Regions from separate parts of the Mus musculus genome. Here regions 2, 3 and 4 are each linked to region 1. A link is a contact called in public HiChIP or PLAC-seq, Micro-C and promoter capture Hi-C data. All regions are on one chromosome and are shown on one strand. Each heading gives the region's core, a stretch centred on a gene start, on an enhancer-like site or on the middle of the called end of the contact. The rest is flanking DNA. Distances are from core to core; before and after follow the strand shown.

What was found. Promoter capture Hi-C pulls out the DNA fragments that hold promoters and counts their contacts. A called contact is a pair of places that touch in the nucleus more often than the background predicts. HiChIP or PLAC-seq counts read pairs in DNA pulled down with a chosen protein or histone mark.
Region 2: a contact with region 1 is called in an H3K27ac HiChIP or PLAC-seq map of embryonic stem cells, with 5 read pairs. The contact joins the enhancer-like site here to the promoter of Kcnh4 in region 1. A contact is called at or near these places in 1 of 39 promoter capture datasets (liver), 2 of 484 Hi-C or Micro-C datasets (the N1E-115 cell line and embryonic stem cells), 1 of 115 datasets of contacts at active chromatin or transcription factors (embryonic stem cells) and 1 of 9 other capture datasets (pancreatic islet).
Region 3: a Micro-C map of embryonic stem cells shows a contact between it and region 1, with 3 times the contacts expected there. The contact joins the promoter of Jup here to the promoter of Kcnh4 in region 1. A contact is called at or near these places in 2 of 39 promoter capture datasets (liver and pre-B cells) and 1 of 484 Hi-C or Micro-C datasets (embryonic stem cells).
Region 4: a contact with region 1 is called in a promoter capture Hi-C map of liver, with 3 times the contacts expected there. The contact joins the promoter of Gast here to the promoter of Kcnh4 in region 1. A contact is called at or near these places in 3 of 39 promoter capture datasets (hippocampal neurons, liver and pre-B cells), 2 of 115 datasets of contacts at active chromatin or transcription factors (memory CD8 T cells and pancreatic cancer cells) and 1 of 9 other capture datasets (liver).

What each region holds. Positions count from the first base shown.
Region 1 is chr11:100,757,699-100,762,212 of GRCm38.p6, reverse strand. It overlaps Kcnh4 (potassium voltage-gated channel, subfamily H (eag-related), member 4), which reads left to right and starts at 2,435. Exons shown (of 17, transcript NM_001081194.2): 1 at 2,435-2,683; 2 at 4,413-4,514. The coding sequence starts at 2,608. It overlaps Hcrt (hypocretin), which reads left to right. Exons shown (of 2, transcript NM_010410.2): 2 at 48-520. The coding sequence ends at 419.
Region 2 is chr11:100,373,359-100,377,781 of GRCm38.p6, reverse strand. It overlaps Jup (junction plakoglobin), which reads left to right. Exons shown (of 14, transcript NM_010593.2): 9 at 784-1,059; 10 at 3,306-3,456; 11 at 3,583-3,704. Among named protein-coding and RNA genes, the nearest start is that of Hap1, 19 kb to the right of the region's middle. Within about 2 kb of position 1,536, at least 33 of the 459 cell types and tissues checked have an H3K27ac peak or open chromatin away from gene starts, as enhancers often do. A contact at or near this core is called in embryonic stem cells, where this site is marked.
Region 3 is chr11:100,396,339-100,400,606 of GRCm38.p6, reverse strand. It overlaps Jup (junction plakoglobin), which reads left to right and starts at 2,817. Exons shown (of 14, transcript NM_010593.2): 1 at 2,817-2,971. It overlaps Gm12348 (predicted gene 12348), which reads right to left and starts at 2,491. Exons shown (of 4, transcript NR_132425.1): 1 at 2,470-2,491.
Region 4 is chr11:100,331,735-100,335,734 of GRCm38.p6, reverse strand. Gast (gastrin) reads right to left here and starts at 1,328. Exons shown (of 3, transcript NM_010257.4): 1 at 1,277-1,328.

The DNA.
Region 1 (4,514 bases), core at 1,186-3,685:
CTGTGTGGAGTGAAACCCATTTGCACCTTGTCTCTGTCCCCCTTTAGGTTCCCTGGGCCGCCGTGACGCTGCTGCTGCTGCTACTGCTGCCGCCGGCGCTGCTGTCGCTTGGGGTGGACGCACAGCCTCTGCCCGACTGCTGTCGCCAGAAGACGTGTTCCTGCCGTCTCTACGAACTGTTGCACGGAGCTGGCAACCACGCTGCGGGTATCCTGACTCTGGGAAAGCGGCGGCCTGGACCTCCAGGCCTCCAGGGACGGCTGCAGCGCCTCCTTCAGGCCAACGGTAACCACGCAGCTGGCATCCTGACCATGGGCCGCCGCGCAGGCGCAGAGCTAGAGCCACATCCCTGCTCTGGTCGCGGCTGTCCGACCGTAACTACCACCGCTTTAGCACCCCGGGGAGGGTCCGGAGTCTGAACCCATCTTCTATCCTTGTCCTGATCCAAACTTCCCCCTCTGCTCGCCGCTGTCAGTCTCTTGGTAAATGGCAATAAAGACGATTCTCTGTTGGTGTGACTAATCTATGTTTCTGTGTGTCAAGTTCAGGCCTCCAGGGGGCGGGAAAGCATCTTGAGAATTGTGACGAGTCTAGGGCCTGGAAGCAGCTTGTGTTTCTCATTGCAAATACTTATTTGGTCGGGAAGAATCCAGCAAGGAACCTTGCAGTCCTGGGGTGTGTGCTACACATTTGGGAGGGTGGAAATGAGGTACCGATGTGCCCTCATGTTGTTCTACTACCTACTTTATTTATTTAGAAACAGGGTATCCTCGGTTGCCCTGGAAAGATCAGCATGACCTTATACTTAAATGACCCGATCTTACTACCCTCTATTTCCCCGGTGGTGTTGATACTGCAAGTGTGCTCCACCACGCCTCCTTTATGCAAATGCTGGAGGACTGATCCCGGAGCTTCATATATATTAATTAAGCAATCACTCTATCGACTGCTACATCCTCAGCCCCCACTGTTTTATAATAGGGACCTACACAGAGAGGTCCAATACAAGGGCACAGAGTCCACCTGGCAAGGGCTGGATGTAAGGCTGCAGAAGAAGCAAGGCATCTGAGCTTTCATGAGGAGCCTCCCAGAGCATCCATAGTGTGGTCCACTGTACCGTGGTGTGTGAGCAATGCCACACTGGGAAGGAGGTGGGTAAGTTTGTGCAGCCATTGCATAGGAGCAGCAGATGTTACACCTTGTTGTATAGAATGAGAAGTCTGGGGATGGTTTTAAGCAGAGAATGGGCAAAGATTTGTCTCCTGCTCCAGCCAAAGGTGCCTATTGCAGGTTGAAGTGTGCTTCCCCCAAATTCACACGCTGCAATATTAACCCACTCCACCCCACCCCCAGCATTTAGAAAGTGACCTTGCCAATGTTGTCAGCTAAAATGAGACAGGAGCAGAGTATGGTAGACCTGTAATCCAGTATAAGTAGTGTTCTTAAAAAACAACAACAACAACGGGGTGGGGGTGGGGGGATTAGGGTACACAGGGGATTAGGAGAAACAGGAAGAACTCACGTGAACATGGAAATAAAGACCAGGGCAATGTACCCACTAGCTAAGAAATGCCACAGGTCACCAGCCAAGGGAGAAGCTAGGGGAGAGTATGGAAGAAAGAGACTCTTCTTCACAGCCTTCAGAGGAATCCAGCCCTGAGTTGACCTTGAACTCAGATTTCCAGATCCCAAAATCGTTTAAGCCAACATTCGGTGTCCCGTTGCTGTAGCAGTCCTACAACAGTAATGTAAAATCCTAAAGTAGAGACAGCAGGGCCAGCAAGATGGTTCAGTGGACAAAGATCTTGCTGTCAAGACTGAAGAACTGAGTTCCATCCTAGGGACCCACAAAGTGAGAGAACCGACTTCAGAAAGTTGGCCTCTGACCTCCATATCTGCACTACTGGAACAGAAATGTACACACACACACAAATGCAAAAATATATAAATGAAACAACCTTTTAAAAGAAAGAAAGAAAGAAAGAAAGAAAGAAAGAAAGAAAGGAAGGAAGGAAGGAAGGAAGGAAGGAAGGAAGGAAGGAAGAAAGAAAAATATCCCAATTCCAGCAGGAGGCACTGTCAACCAGACACCAGTCGCAGCGTGGGCCGCGCGGGGAAACCCGTGGGGTGGAGCTACTGGAGCAGCCAGGGAACCACGCGTAGGGGCGTGATCACCCTGAAAGAAGGGCGTGGCTACCGTTCCAGTCCCACTTCATCACCTCAAGCCTGGATGGTGGGCGTGTCTCCGAGTCTCTCCCCAAGAGACACGCGTGGGCCGCTCCCCTCTGGGAGGAGGGCCACAGAGGAGGGCTTCGGGTGTCTCTGGCGGCCCCTCCCGGTGCGGAGCCACGTGGTGGGCGCGGGCCGAGCCCTCCGGGGAAAACCTGACCCGTGGGGAGGTGGGGCGGGGTGGGGGTGGCGGCTCTCGAAGTGCTGCGGAGCAGAGCTTAGAACTAACAGGTTCAGAGCACACAGGCAGCGGCGGCGAGAGGAGGGGAGGAGGCAGGCCGGCGCATGGGGCGCCCCGGCCCCGCCGGTAGCGCGCCCCCTCCGGCCAGGCCGCGCTGAACGCAGCCCGCGCAACGCCTCGAATCCGTACCCGGGGCCATGCCGGTCATGAAGGGGTTGCTGGCCCCGCAAAACACCTTTCTGGACACCATCGCCACCCGCTTTGACGGCACGCGTGAGTTGGGCCGGCTGGGTCAAGTCTCCTTGGGACAGGGTGGGTATCTGGATGTGGTGAGATCAGAGGAGAGAGAATGGAGTGCTGGATCTCCTAAAACCGTGGCAAAGAAACGGGGTGCAGAACCCTTGAGAGTGGAGATCAAGACATGAAGCGCCGAGGGTGGAGGGGAAGGTTAGGGGGTGTGACTCAAGGCAAAAGCGGCTCTTTGTGCCACAAGACGGAGGAGGGGCCTTGGGAGCCACCCACACCAGGGCAGAGCTGAGCTGGGAGTGTGTATAGAGGTATCTGTGGTGTGGAGATGGGACAAAGTGCTCTGGTGACTGCAGCTGCCTCTGCCCCAGAAAAGAGAGAGAACAGACTTCGGCAAGACCTAACCGCATTAAGGTCACGCGCCCCCAAATCATGAGATATCTTTGTGTGAGGTGGGCGAGGCAAAGCGGGGGCAAGTACTTGAGAACGAGAAAACTCCCTGCTAGCCCACCTGAGCTGGGTTCCGAAGTTCAGCACCCTGGACAGCCGCACAGCTCCTTCCCCGCCTCTTCTCCCGCCATTCCCAACTCTGGAACCCCTAGGTCTTCCTTTGTCCCTTTTCGAAACCCTGGCCGGCATTAGGAGGGTGGGGGAGCGGTAGCCGAGGGCGGAAACCGAGCCTCCAGGGCCCTACCCCCCCCCCCAACCTCTCTTGTTTCCATAGCGCCAATCACCGAGGCAACGGGCCCTGGGATGGAAGAAGTAGGCTGTGCCCAGGACCCAGTGCTTCCTAGGAACCCTCAGTGTCCCGATCAGACACCCCATCCCCTGACAGTACCCTCTCCTAGGGTCCTTGGACTGTTTGTGCCTCCTACCTCATCAACTAAACCTATCTCTGCGTGTCCCTCCACCCCCAAACCTCTAATCCACTGAAACTAGAGGGAGCCAACTCAGGTTCTGGTGCTGGGGTGGCTGCAGCTCACACCTCAATGTCTTCTCCAGTTTGACTTTGCGCATAAGGAACAGATCCTTTGAAACTCCTTAAAAAAAAAATATATATATATATATATATATATATATCAAAAAGTCGGCATTTCCTGGAAGGCAAGAAAGAGGGATGTGTCTTCCACAGTCTTTCCCTTACTTTAAGCACATTTATGAGTTTGGAAATTTTTCTGCCTTTTGGTTTAACAATAAGAGAGTGTGACATCATCAGAATCTTTGTCCTTGCTCATTAAAAGAGGATGCTGGGGTAGTATCCAAGGATGTGCTTCCAAAATTGAGTGAATTGGGAGTGGGGGAGAATCTTCTAAGTGCCAGCAGGCCCTCCTTCCCAAGTTACCTGATACACCCCATATCCAGGAGGGAAAGGCACATTGTGTCCCACTTTGCAGATAAGAAAGCTGAGGCCTTAAGCCACATTATGTATGGCCACATTATGAGGTGGTAGAAGTGAGTGCTGGAGTCCCTGCCCTTTCCATTCTTAGTTGCTTTCTGCAGTCACACTTCTCCAGCTTGAAGGTAGGAGCATGAACCACACGGCCTCATTGGGGTTCCTTCTCTAGCCCTTCATGGACTCCGGGCCACCCTTGTTGTGTGCCTTCTGCTCATTTCAGAACATCTCAGAGGGAGATTAGGTACCACCCGGAAGCTTCTAGCTCTCTGGTCTCTGTCCATGACTTGAGGGAACTGTTGTTCATGTCGAGGTTAGCTCCCTTCTTGGCTTGGCCCTGACCTTGACTTCTCCCTCCTGTAGACAGCAACTTCCTTCTGGCCAATGCACAGGGCCCACGGGGTTTTCCCATCGTCTACTGCTCTGACGGCTTCTGTGAGCTCACAGGCTACGGCCGCACCGAGG
Region 2 (4,423 bases), core at 287-2,786, 380 kb after region 1:
GCCTCCAGAGTGCTGGGATTAAAGTCGTGCGCCACCACCGCCCAGCTATTATTTATTTTTAGAGTCTTCACTTATTTATTTTGTTTTGGGGGGACAGGGTCTCACTCTATAGCTCTGATGGTCCTGGAGTTCTGTAGACCAGGCTGGCCTCGAACTCACAGAGATTCTTCTGCCTCTGCCTCCCGAGTACGGGGGATTGAAGGTGTTTGTCACCATTCCTGACTCTGGCTATTTTTTGAAACAAGGACCCTGAGATGTAACCCAGGCTGTCCTTAGACTTTCAATCCTCCTGCCTCAGGCTCCTGACTGCTGAGAATACTATAGACATGTCCCACCTTAGCAATCTAGTTCCTTTATTACTATTATTATTATTAAAAAAAAAAGTACAGTCTCAGGTATCCCAAGCTAACCTCAGATTGTAGCCAAGGTTCGCCTTGATCCTCCTGCCTCAGCCTCTCCCTACTTGCTGGGGTAAGTTCTGTGCCATCACACCCACTCTGTGCGGTGCTGGGTATCCAACCCTTTGTGTGTCCTAACTGAGCTAAAGCCCCAACCTTAGCTCTAGATTCCTTCAGTTCTGTGCCTACAGCCCCGCCCACAAGCCCCCAGTTCCGTTCCAGGAGTAGCCAGGATGCTCCTGACTCTGCGGTTGTTGCTGAAGTGGGACTCAGATTCAGAAGAGATGACAGGAAGGACAAAATACCTAAAGCCGGGGATCAGGGATCCTCCAGATGTTTAAGGACTACCCGCCCCTCCACTCATCACTGCCTCCTTTCTTGCCAGGCAACTATTGGCCTGATCCGGAACCTGGCTCTGTGCCCAGCCAACCATGCCCCTCTGCAGGAGGCCGCGGTCATTCCCCGCCTCGTCCAGCTGTTGGTCAAGGCCCACCAGGACGCCCAGCGCCATGTGGCTGCAGGCACCCAGCAGCCCTACACGGATGGTGTGAGGATGGAGGAGATCGTGGAAGGCTGCACCGGAGCCCTGCACATCCTCGCCCGGGATCCCATGAACCGCATGGAGATCTTCCGGCTCAACACCATTCCCCTGTTTGTCCAGGTGAGTCCGGTACAGATGGGCAGATCTGTCCCCAGGTGCTGCTGAGGGGTTTGGAATGTGTGGGCCAGGAGTAGTCTAGGTCTGTGTAGAGAAGGGTGGATAAGTGGCTTTCCGAACTTAGATCACGAGAGCCTTCTTGAAGTGCAGCCACATGCAGACATGAAGAGCATCTGCAGATTCAAGAAACAGGAAAGGGACAAACATGGAACCTAGGAGCCAGCGCCTCAGCACACCGGAGCTCATTAACACTGGGTCCTAACAGTGTGGTGCTCACAGAGTCAACAAGTGGCTCCCAGGTGGCTCATAAGCAGAATGCTCGGCCCAGGAATTTACAGAAATGAAATTTAGCTCCCAGTGAGAGGCCATTTTCCACTGTCAAATTGGCCAGCTTGAGGGTTGGATAAACTGAGCGTCTTGGGTCTCGCCTACTTGGGGGAAGGGCAGTCTGGGAGCTATCCTTTGGCCTGGAATTCAGATGGGACTCTCTCTTGGGGAAAATCATTTAGCATAACTGAACCGAGATAACTACTGCAGACACAGCTGTTAAAAACAAGCCCTTTGTCTAATGGTGAGGAAGTAGTTTTGAAGGAAACCACTGGGTGTGGTGGTACATGCTTCTCATTCCAGCTCTGAGGAGCGGAGGCAGGAGGATTAGCCATGCAAGACCAGCCTTGGATATACTCAGTGAGCTCAAGGCTAGCCTGGGTTATCTTTGACTTTAAAAATAATCTGGTGGCGCATGCCTTTAATCCCAGCACTTGGGAGGCAGAGACAGGTGGATTTCTGAGTTTGAGGCCAGCCTGGTCTACAGAGTGAGTTCCAGGACAGCCAGGGCTATACAGAGAAACCCTGAAAAACCAAAAAAAAAAAAAAAAATCTAAAGAATGGCAGTGTGTGATATTGCCCTGGGGAGGCTGAGACTGGGGCATTGAGAGACAGTTCTAGGGTAGCCTGGGCTAATAGCAAGACCTTATCTTTTAAACAAAATAGAAGAATGCTTTAATATGTCATACTGCCATGTGCAGTGAGGCCTCACAAATCATGGGATGCATTTGTTTTGCTTTGTGGCCCTGGGGATTGAGTCAGGGCCAAGCTCAGGGGCAAGAACTCTACCCCCAAGCTACATCCCCAGCCCAAGATTTTTTTTTTCCTTTGAAAATATTTTTTATCAGTTTTCAGAGTTAAGGTCTCATCCTGACCTACCTTCAGTGGAATGAACTCATAGGTTTGTAGGACAGACTTTGAACTAATACACAGGAACGTGCCTTATTCTACCATGGCAGGCAGAAATCAGCATTATTGGTGGGGCTGGGAGATGACTGCCAGTGGGGCTTTGCCGTGCATCCTCGAGGAGCTGAGATCAGATTCCCAGCACTCAGGTGCTGCAGCAGCTTTTAACCCGAGCAGCGTGGGAGGAGCGGAGACAGGAGGAGTGAGCCTTGCCAGACCTGGAGCTGCAGGTTCAGAGACAGACCCTGCCTGAAAAATTGAGACGCAACAGAAGGGAACATGTGACTCCAACCTCTGATCATCATACACAAGAACATACACTCAAGTGCACACGTGCCCCAAAACACAGTCACCACGATACACACATATAGAGACACATGCGAACATACCTATAGCGAGATTGGGCACACCTTTAATCCCAGCACTCAGGAGGCAGAGGCAGGTGCAACTCTGTGAGTTTCAGGCCAGCCTGGTCTACAAAGGGAATCCAGGACAGCCAGGGCTATTATACAGAGAAATACTGCCTGGAAAAACAAAAGCATATATGCATATACATAAACATACATATATATGGTATATATGTAGTATATTTATATATACTATACTATATACTATAGCATATACTATATATATGTAGTATATTTATATAATACACATAGTATATATTATACTACATATAGCATATATAGTATATACTATATATTATATTTTCTGTAGTATATTATATGCTATATATTTATATATGCAATATGCTCTAATATATAATTATATATAATATAAAATACATAATATATAATAAGACGGTGATAAAATGTACTGGTCATGTGCTGACATGTTAGCAGAGGCTGTGTCTGCTCAGGTATTAGGGGCCAGTCTGGTTTTTTTTTGCCCTTTCTTTATGCTTTCCTTGGCTTTCTCTTTCCTAAGATGGCTAGACAGGGCAGGGCTGGGCGGTGCGGCTGGTGTGCAGCCTGGCTTGCCTCACTCCTCACCTCCACCCGTGTCCTCTCTCCTAGCTCCTGTACTCCTCTGTGGAGAACATCCAGCGTGTGGCTGCGGGAGTGCTCTGCGAGCTGGCCCAGGACAAGGAGGCTGCCGACGCCATTGATGCGGAGGGCGCCTCTGCCCCTCTCATGGAGCTACTCCATTCCCGCAATGAGGGCACCGGTGAGGGACCCATGACTTGGTGTGGGGTGCAGGGGAGCACCAGAGGGAGGAGGCTGGGCTCTGTTCCTCCAGCTGCAGCACTGACAGCCTCTGACTTGGTCTTAACTTCCCTCCCTCTCTGCCCAGCGACCTACGCTGCTGCTGTCCTGTTCCGCATCTCTGAGGACAAGAACCCAGATTACCGTAAGCGAGTGTCTGTGGAGCTCACCAATTCCCTCTTCAAGCATGACCCAGCTGCCTGGGAGGCTGTGAGTATCAGACCACATCTGACTGTGCAAGCCACGTACTGCATGGGGGGGCGGTGGGTGGGGGCAGCTCATTGCTCTCTGCAGAGGCATAGCTGACCTCAGAGAGGTGTAGCCTCCAACTCAATATTCATTTCAAGGCTGATTTTGAACTCTGTTTTTTTGGGTTTTTTTTTTAAAAGATTTATTTATTTTATGCTTATGAATACACTATTGCTATCTTCAGACACCCCAGAAGAGGGCATCAGATCCCATTACAGATGGTTGTGAGCCACCATGTGGTTGCTGGGAATTGAACTCAGAATCTCTGGAAGGGCAGCCACTGAGCCGGCTCTCCAGCCCTGACTTTGAACCTCCTGTCTCCACCTCTCAAGTGCCGTGACTAAAAGGCCTAAAGGCATGGGTTACCATGCCTGGCTAGATATTTATTTTATTTTGCAATGGGGTCCTTTATAGAGAGAGTCATGAGCCACCATGTGGTTGCTGAGACTTGAACTCAGGACCTCTGGAAGAGCGGCCATTACTCCTAACTTCTCTCCAGCCCAGCAATGGAGATCCTTCATGACATAGAGATAGCAGATCGAAGCATGTCTAGTTGTTTATTTTGTTTTGTTTTGTGTATGGTTTTGTCTGTTTGCTCGGCTATTTTTTAGTACTGGGAGTCAGATGAGGGCCTTGGGTACATCTTACAGACACTCTACCCCTGCGCTGTATCTATAGTC
Region 3 (4,268 bases), core at 1,568-4,067, 360 kb after region 1:
TTAAAGGCTGGGAAGCAGAAGGTTGGGTTGGATGCCCTTGTCCCTCTCCTTCAAGTTCAAGCTGCAAAGGAGACCAATGGTCACAGCAATGCTCAGCTCTATTCCTATGTGTCTCCTTCCCTCCAGGAGACCAAATCCCCATGCAAAAGAACTGATTCCAGGAACAGCTATTTTCTGATTCCTTTATGTATCCTCAGAAGCAGGCGAAGCCCTGGTGCCTTGGCAGGCACATAGTAGGAGATTAAGAAACACACAGGAAGTGCATCCATCTGGGAGGAACTGGCTCTGTTTTCTACATTGGAACCTCCACCCGGGGGGTTTTAGCTTTGGCCTCCGCAACGTGCTGTGGCTTGTTACATACTAAGACAAGCAGTGGTGCCTTCTGCGGACACACAGCGTTTATTCAGAAGCTCCAATCCTTCCTCTAATTCCACCTAGGCGACTCTAGCCTTCCCCTGCTGCCAATTGGCTGAAGTGAGGAGAAAGGCGGCAGAGAAACCTTCAAGGGGTTTGGAAGGGATGTGTGACTGGGTGGGAGGAATGGATGAAGATGGAACCCTTGCAGAGGCTGCAGCTTGGGACGGTGAAGTCTTCCTGAGGCCTGGGCTGATCACTGTGGAGTGTGGCAAGTAGGCAGGTGGGCTCATGGATGAGATAGAGATAAAGATCCCCAGGTAAGCTAGCAGGGGTGGGAGTCAGGGAAACAGTGGAGGGGAGCGGTCCTGGCAACTTGCCATGTGCACCTACAACTGGATTAGGGATGCTGCTATCTTCCTCTCCCTTCCAGGAAGACTTATTGGCGGGAAGACAACAAGTTAGGCCTCGTTCCTTTCTCTACTGGGGGAATGTGGTCAAAGATACTGTTAGGATATCTTCATCTGGAATTATTTTAGCCCGTAAGCTCTGGTGCATGTGTGTGCGTGCCTGCGTGTGTGTGTGTGTGTGTGTGTGTTTGTGTGTGTGTGTGTGTGTGTGTGCGTGTATGTGTGCGCGCTTTCAGGAAGTCCTTTTCTAAACAGCCACTCCCCCAACTCCCACCCACACAAGCTGTTTCCTCTTGTCACTCTGTACGCTCTCTGAGAGTTAGGATACTTTAAATTTTCTGTGCAGCCAAGGTCTAGGCTGGCACCCAGCATACAGTTGGTACTCAGTACCTTGGTTCATGCCTTGGGTTCATGTTACAGCCGCAACAGCAGTCATCAACCACAGGAAGAAATACCCACGGCTCCTTAGGCCACCTACTGAGTTCTTTTGGATGGCTCAACAGCCTTGTCTACTCTGAAGGGGCTTGCTGCCTCGCTTTGGTTTAGACCTCTGCTCCCTTTCTTTCCATCTAATGTCTGATTTTCCCCCAAATCCGTCAAAGTTTCCTTACATCATTATTTAATCTCCTTTGTCTGTTTCTCCCTGGAGCAGTATCCAGCCCCCCCCCGCCCCACCCCCAAAACACACTGACCCTTCTGCTCTGGGACTTGAAAGAAGGTGTCGGCCCAGGCGTGGTGGCGCACGCCTTTAATCCCAGCACTCGGGAGGCAGAGGCAGGTGGATTTCTGGGTTCGAGGCCAGCCTGGTCTACAAAGTGAGTTCCAGGATAGCCAGGGCTATACAGAGAAACTCTGTCTGGAAAAACAAAAACAAAAACAAAAACAAAAAAAAAAAAAAAAGAAAGAAGGTGTCGGAGTTTAGAGTGTACCATATTTCCTAGTCTTGTGATCTCTTTGGAGCGTAGTTTTAAAATCGCATTACATTTTATTTACTTTTATGTGTGTGGCACTTGTGCCAAGGCGGGAGATCAGAGGACAGAGGACAACCTGTGAGACTTGGCTGTTGTCTCCCTCCATGAGGTATCAGACTCGGGTGGTCACATCTGCACAACTGAGGCACCACACAAGCCCATTAAAAATATTCTTTTAACATGGATCATTTCGATCCCACTTTGAAGACCAGGCTGGCCTCTTAACTCACAGAGATCTGCCTGCCTCTGCCTCCTCGAGTGCCACCACTGCCTGGCTGCTCCAGCACTTTTTAAGAACTGTCTCGAACTGAGACAGTTTAAATACTGACATTCCTCAGCTGTTTAAGTGCTACTACAAAGCTTATTTCATTTAATCTCTCCAACCTAAGATAGATAAAGCTAATGAACCCACTTTACAGAAGAGATACAGGGTGAAAGGTACACTAACTAGCCTAAGGTCATACAAAGATTAAGGGGAGAACCCAAACCCAGGCCTGCTAATTCTAAACAGAAGGGATCAGGGAACACTCCATCTTTTGTAGGGGGGAGAAAATCCCAACCCAGCACAAAGCCTATGAAATGCTTTACAAACATCTTATTACTACGTTGAGGCAAGAATGAATAAGCCTGACGCTGAGTTGGCTGGCTAGTGAAGGCGTCAGTCCTTTCCCATGCCTCCCCCTGACTCACCTGTTGGACAGGTAGGGGGGGAAGGGGAGAATAATGAGTCTTACCTGCTCAGGGCTAGGGTGGGGCAAGTCACGCCCCACCTGATCCATTGGCTTTTTCCTTAGTCTTACTGACAGCCCTCTGTCCAATCATAAAGAAGAAACTTTCTATTTGCCAATAGATGCAGAGTGAGGATGAGACCTCAAGTTGGCGTCCACCCCAGAGTCGAGTGGCAGTCCCTGGGGCCAATGGTGAGCGCATAAACAGAGGCGGCCGTGGTAGAGGTCCCGGCGCGAGGCTCCGCCCCTCGATGGGATAGTCAGGCTGGGCAGCCAGTGAGATAGCCTCAGAGGGTGGGAGTCTCCCTAGGGGGCGGAGCTTCGAGGGGGCGAGAGGTGTGGCTTGGCTGTCAGGTCCCTTTGCCTTTTGTTCGGTTACTGAGTTGCTGCCTTGGCCAGAGTCCGGAGCAGCCGCCGCCCGAGTGCGCCGAGCTCAGTTCGCTGCCCGCGCCGGCTCCCTCCCGGCCAGACCCGACCCCGATTCGGCTCAGCCCGGCTCCACGCTCAGGTACACCCGATCGGGGTACGAATCACTGTGGGAGAGTAGGGACAGCAAGCGGCCGGGAGGCTGGTTCCAGCGGTTTCAGGGCAGGTGAGGGCGGGTGTCAGGGAGCGCATCCTACACCAGCGACAGGGGGCGCGCTGGGGTCCGGGGCGCGGGACCCTTGGGACAAGCAATCTGGGTTGGAGCGCCCCTCCAGGCTCGGTGAACCGCAGGTCTGAGAAGGGTGGGGAGGAACTAGGGCAGGTGCCTCGGAGTTCGCGCCTCCCCCAGGGCCCCAGAGCTCGCCTAACACGGCGTCCCTGACTCTCCCCTGGAGCTGACCGAGCAGACTTTGACCCGCTCCGCCTGGTCCCGGAGCTCACGGTGACAGGAATTTACCGTTTGGGAAACTTGCTGCCTAGTCTCTTTGGGGCCACCCTCACCGCACCCCACGCGTCATCCTCGCTTTCTCTCCCTCCCTCCCTACTCCCCCAGGCCTGGGTGGGGCCCTATTGTCTGCGCCCAGCTTTCCAAACTGTGGGGGCCGAGTGCACATTTTCCCAGGGACGCAATTCCCACCTGCTGAGCAGAGCAGGTGAGCGCTTGGAAGACGGAGGCCCTGCCCTGCAGCTCCGAGCTGGACCTGTGGCGCCTCCCTCCGCTCTAGTGTACGCCGGTCAATGCCTTCTCCTACGGAGGTGGGATAGGGTGACTGGGGAACTGGTGAAGGGTCTGGGCTGAGTGCCCTACCGATGTCTGACACTGGTGGCTTGGCCTGGAGTCTGGGCCGGTAGAGAAAATTTAAGAAGCACTCGCCCAGTTTTTAGTAGCTGTGGTTTCCAGAGTGTTGATAGGGAAACAGCAATATCTTTTGATTTCTGCAACCCATTCTTGTTGAGAAATCACTCCAAACAAACTTTCCAGGAGAAAGTAACCATGGGAGCCTTTTCTAGGATTTTTCTAGTCTCCTTGTTGAGAGCTGATTCTAGGCTTGGTGGTACTTCTTGGAGGAAAACCCCTTCCCCCAGTCAGCTCCAAGCTGAACGTAGCCAGTGTGTGCGCTTTGACCCTGTTCTCCCTGCCCCCAACTCCATCCTGTTTGCCAGGCCCCTAAGGCCTGAGGTAGGGACCAATGGGGGTGGGGTGGGGGCGTTGCTGAAAGGGGAAGTGTCTTCTTCCTTCCCCCTCCTCCGGAGACCATCACACCCCCTTATATGAGGCCTGCTAAGTATCTGTCCTCCCAAGCTCTGCCCCTTCCCCAGGAATGGGGTTGGGACAGGGCTGGGCCAAGCTAGGAAGATGAGGAAGAGTGATTAGTCTT
Region 4 (4,000 bases), core at 79-2,578, 430 kb after region 1:
GCTTTTTTTTTTTTTTAACTTTCCCCCGTAAGAAAAATGTGTATTAAAAGATATTAGAAAAAAACAAAAACAAAAACGCCAGGCATAGTGGCGCATGCCTTTAATCCCAGCACTCAGGAGGCAGAGGCAGGCAGATTTCTGAGTTCGAGGCCAGCCTGGTCTACAAAGTGAGTTCCAGGACAGCCAGGGTCTTACAGAGAAACCCTGTCTCGAAAAACTAAAAAAAAAATATATTAGAGGCTGTGAGTGTTGGCACATGCTTTCAAACCCAACACTCAGGAAGCAGAGGCAGGCGGATCTCTGAGTTCAAGGCCAGCCTGGTCTCTACTGGTCTCTATATAGAGCTAGTTGCAGGACAGGCAGGGTGGTACTAGAGAAACCCTATCTTGAAAAAAACAAAAAAACAAAAAACAACCAAACAACAACAACCAAAAAAAAACCTTAAAAATATTAGCTTCTTATGACAAAATTCTCAAATGAGATGTTCTGAGGGAGAGAAATATTTGTGGCTAATAAAGAAATGTTGAAAATCGCAGCTGGACTTGCTGGCTCCTGTTTCTGTCTCAGTACTTGGGAGGCTGAGGCAGGATTGCCTCACTCTCAAGGTTCTGTGAGTGCTAGGCAAACCAGGGCTAGAGTGATACCCTTCCAAAAAGAAAGAATGAATGAAAAGGGGGAAAAAATCAATGCTATAGACAATTGTTCTGTCCAATATGAGCCATACAGCTTGATAAATATGGCAGTCACTAGTTATTTGTGTCTCCTTACATTTGAATGAATTGCTATACAATTTTTCCACCTTTGAACTAGCCACATGATAAGTACTCCTGTGGCTAATGGCTGCTATATAGGAAAGTGCGGATTTAAAGCATTCTCATTATTGCAGAATTTTCTTTTAGGTAGCACTGGCCTAGGAAAGGGCTTGCGACGGGACCCAGAGCTGTGAGTTCCAGTCTTAGCACGTCCTGTCTTCTAGACTTCAGTTTTCTCATCTTAGCAATGGGGGATAGGCCCTCACTTGCTCATCTCCCTGGCTGGCAGGAGCCCCAGGATCATGGCTGGGTTCTAAGTGAAGCAGAAAGGCAGGCGGGAATCACGGACAACAGTGTGGCCTTAGAACTGCGACTCAGTTCCTTCCACTCTGGGCCAAGCAAGGGACCCCATCTCTGGAGACACCATGGCCTGGAGCCTCTAAAGGCAGGGGGCTTGTCAATTCTCATCCTTGCTGTCCCTTCCCTCCCCTCCCTTTCCCTCTTTTCCCTTCCCAATTTCTCACCCACAGAGCTGGGGAATAGTTGGCTGTTGTGGCGCTGGGTCAGCTCTGCTCTGTGCGCTGCTCCAGGTCTGCCTTATAAAGCCCTCGAGGTTCCTCCCAAACCCTCCTTCCAGGTGAGGCCAGACTCCCCACAGCAAGAGAAATGGGCCTGGAATGTAGGTTCAACCTGTCACTCTGCCCCACCCTGTCACAGAGCTGTCAATCAATTAGTTATTTATTCAGAATATGGGGAAAGGGAAGGGCTGAAACAGGGAGGAGACAGACAGGAGACAGATTCCCTGGGCTCCAGAGCAGCTCATTCTACTGTATGCCTTGGGCCATCGGCTTCCTAGTCTTCTATTGGACTACATCCCATGGGGCGGGGCTGAGAGGAGAGGGAAGGGAGAGAATGAATGAGAATCAAATGACCAATGTGCGCATATGTTGATGTTTGATGAACAGGTAGTGTATGCATGTAGGCTGACTTATTGATCCCTGTCCCCTCCATTGGGCTTTGCAAACAGGATATCATTGTCATAGTTATCAGGAGCAATGGGCCATGGGCTGATGGGCTTGCTCTTTCTGTTGAGATTCTCATGTTGGTTGCCTTGGAACCCTTTTATGCTCCTGTTACCATGGAAAACCCTCAGCATCTCTTGTCTATGCCCTCTATGTTGGGCGGGATCTGCCCAACACTCTTGGACCCACTCCTTGGGTTTGCACCTAATCAGACCTCTAGCCAGCCCCCTACTGGGAGCCAGTTCCTTGAGGACCTTGTGTTTCAAGACTCTTCCATGTTGCTTTCAGGGGTAGGTTGTGATTTGCATAAAGAATTCATAACATTGCAACAAAAAAATTACATCTTAAAGTGGTTAGTGAACGAAGGCATTTTTTCAAAGATGTACCGGGAAAGAAAAATGATACATTTCTTGGTTTATTTGATAAACTTCCACCTGAATGTGGTTTGCAAGGTTATAACAATCTCTAGACTTTTTTTTCCATAACTGAGATGAGACATTTGCTCTCATGTATGCGTCATTGGGCCCCCTTTCCTGTCTTGAGGAGCTTTGATGTCCCTTGGGTCTTGTATAAGGGCAGTGGTACCCACGCTCGCAACCAGCCTTGCTGAGAATTAACAGGTGATGAAGGATGCAGGCTGCACTGTGGCCATGGCAACCAGCACCCAAATGTTCTAGTGAATAACCACTCTAATACAGAGCAGGACACGGTGACTCAGCAGATGGAATAAGAAAAAAATAAAAATAAAAAGAAGAAGAAGAGGAGGAGGAGGAGGAGACAAAACGCAGTACAGGCATTGACAGTAATTAATTGAAACACAAAAATCTCAGAGATAGAAGGTATTGGAGGGGGTTGGGAGGAAGGACATGGTAAGAGCAGCTCTTCTCACGTCCTGGGGGGGATGGAGATGCTGGTGTTGCTATGGTAACAGGAAATTACAAGCTTTCCAGAGAGCTAGGTTGATTTCTGCCTGTGGATCAGGTTATGCCCCCGGCTGTTCTTCCCCCAGCTAGGATGGCAATTATTATAAACAGCAGCCTGCCTCCTATTCAGCAGTGGTGGCTGTCATTGTAGGCACTGCAAAGTGCCCATGACAAGGGTCCTCTTCAGAGATGAGAGGCATAGCCCTTTCCCTCGGGTGTGCGCACTGCATATTGTGCTCACAAAGGCCTGTGGTTGGATAAAAGGGAAGGCTTCCTGGCTCTCCCCTTTTCTAGTTGTTGAGATGCTTTCTCCTCCAAACATTGTAGGGGAAATGACTTGAGGGTGGGCCTTGGGACAATGCAATATCCGAAGCATTTTGCACAGCACCCGTGGAAATTTAATACATTTTGCACTTTTCTCCTCCCTTTGTCTATGTTGAACCTCAGTTAGCCGTCTCTGTGAAATGGGATTCATTCATACAGGCATCACAGGGCAGGGGCGGAGGGGAGTGGGAGAAAGTCCAAGCACAAACTTGGCACATTTGGGTAATTCCCTTCAAAGCATCACTTTGTGACCCCGAGATTTCCTGTCCTTCAAGAGAAAGCCCCCACTTAATTGCCACTGGAGGAGGCAGCAAAAATGAAGTCTCTGGAGGCTGAGCCTCCCAAAGGCCATTACCTACCACTGAGCAGGAGGCCAGTGTTGGAAACCAACCCTGAGCTGTTAAGTGGTGTTTGTGTTCACTTTCTGGGCCTGTGAGGTTGGAAACCAGACCATGAGACTTAGTCTCATGCCCTCCCCATGACCCCCGCCCCCACCGTCGTAATAGTGCATGTGACAGGCGGGTAAAGTTCTCTGTGGGAATAAATGCAGTTAGTTTGTGCCATGATCCTAGGACATTAGTGTCATCGTGACTCTATTCTATGGATGAAGAAACTAAGGCCCATGGAGGGGGAGCACTCTCCCCAGTCTGAATTCATGCACATAAAGAGGAGCTGGGCTGGAGCTCCTCCTAGGAGGAGGGATGCGGGAGGCAGAATGATGGTTCACTGAATAAGTAAGTCCCTGTGCCAATCCTTAGAGGCCATTGCAAAGATGTCACTGAAATAAGAAACTCAATATCTATTACCTGTCTGACTGGACCCAGTTTAACTACAAAGCGGAGGAGAGCTTTGAAGTCTTAAGGAGGATCCCAGCCAAGGCTGCTGGTGTGAACAGGAGAGTCTACAAGGCCACATGGCTGAATTAGGGGGTTATGGAGAGTTAAAATGTTGCAAATAATTAAGCCCGGTTTGCAGGCTC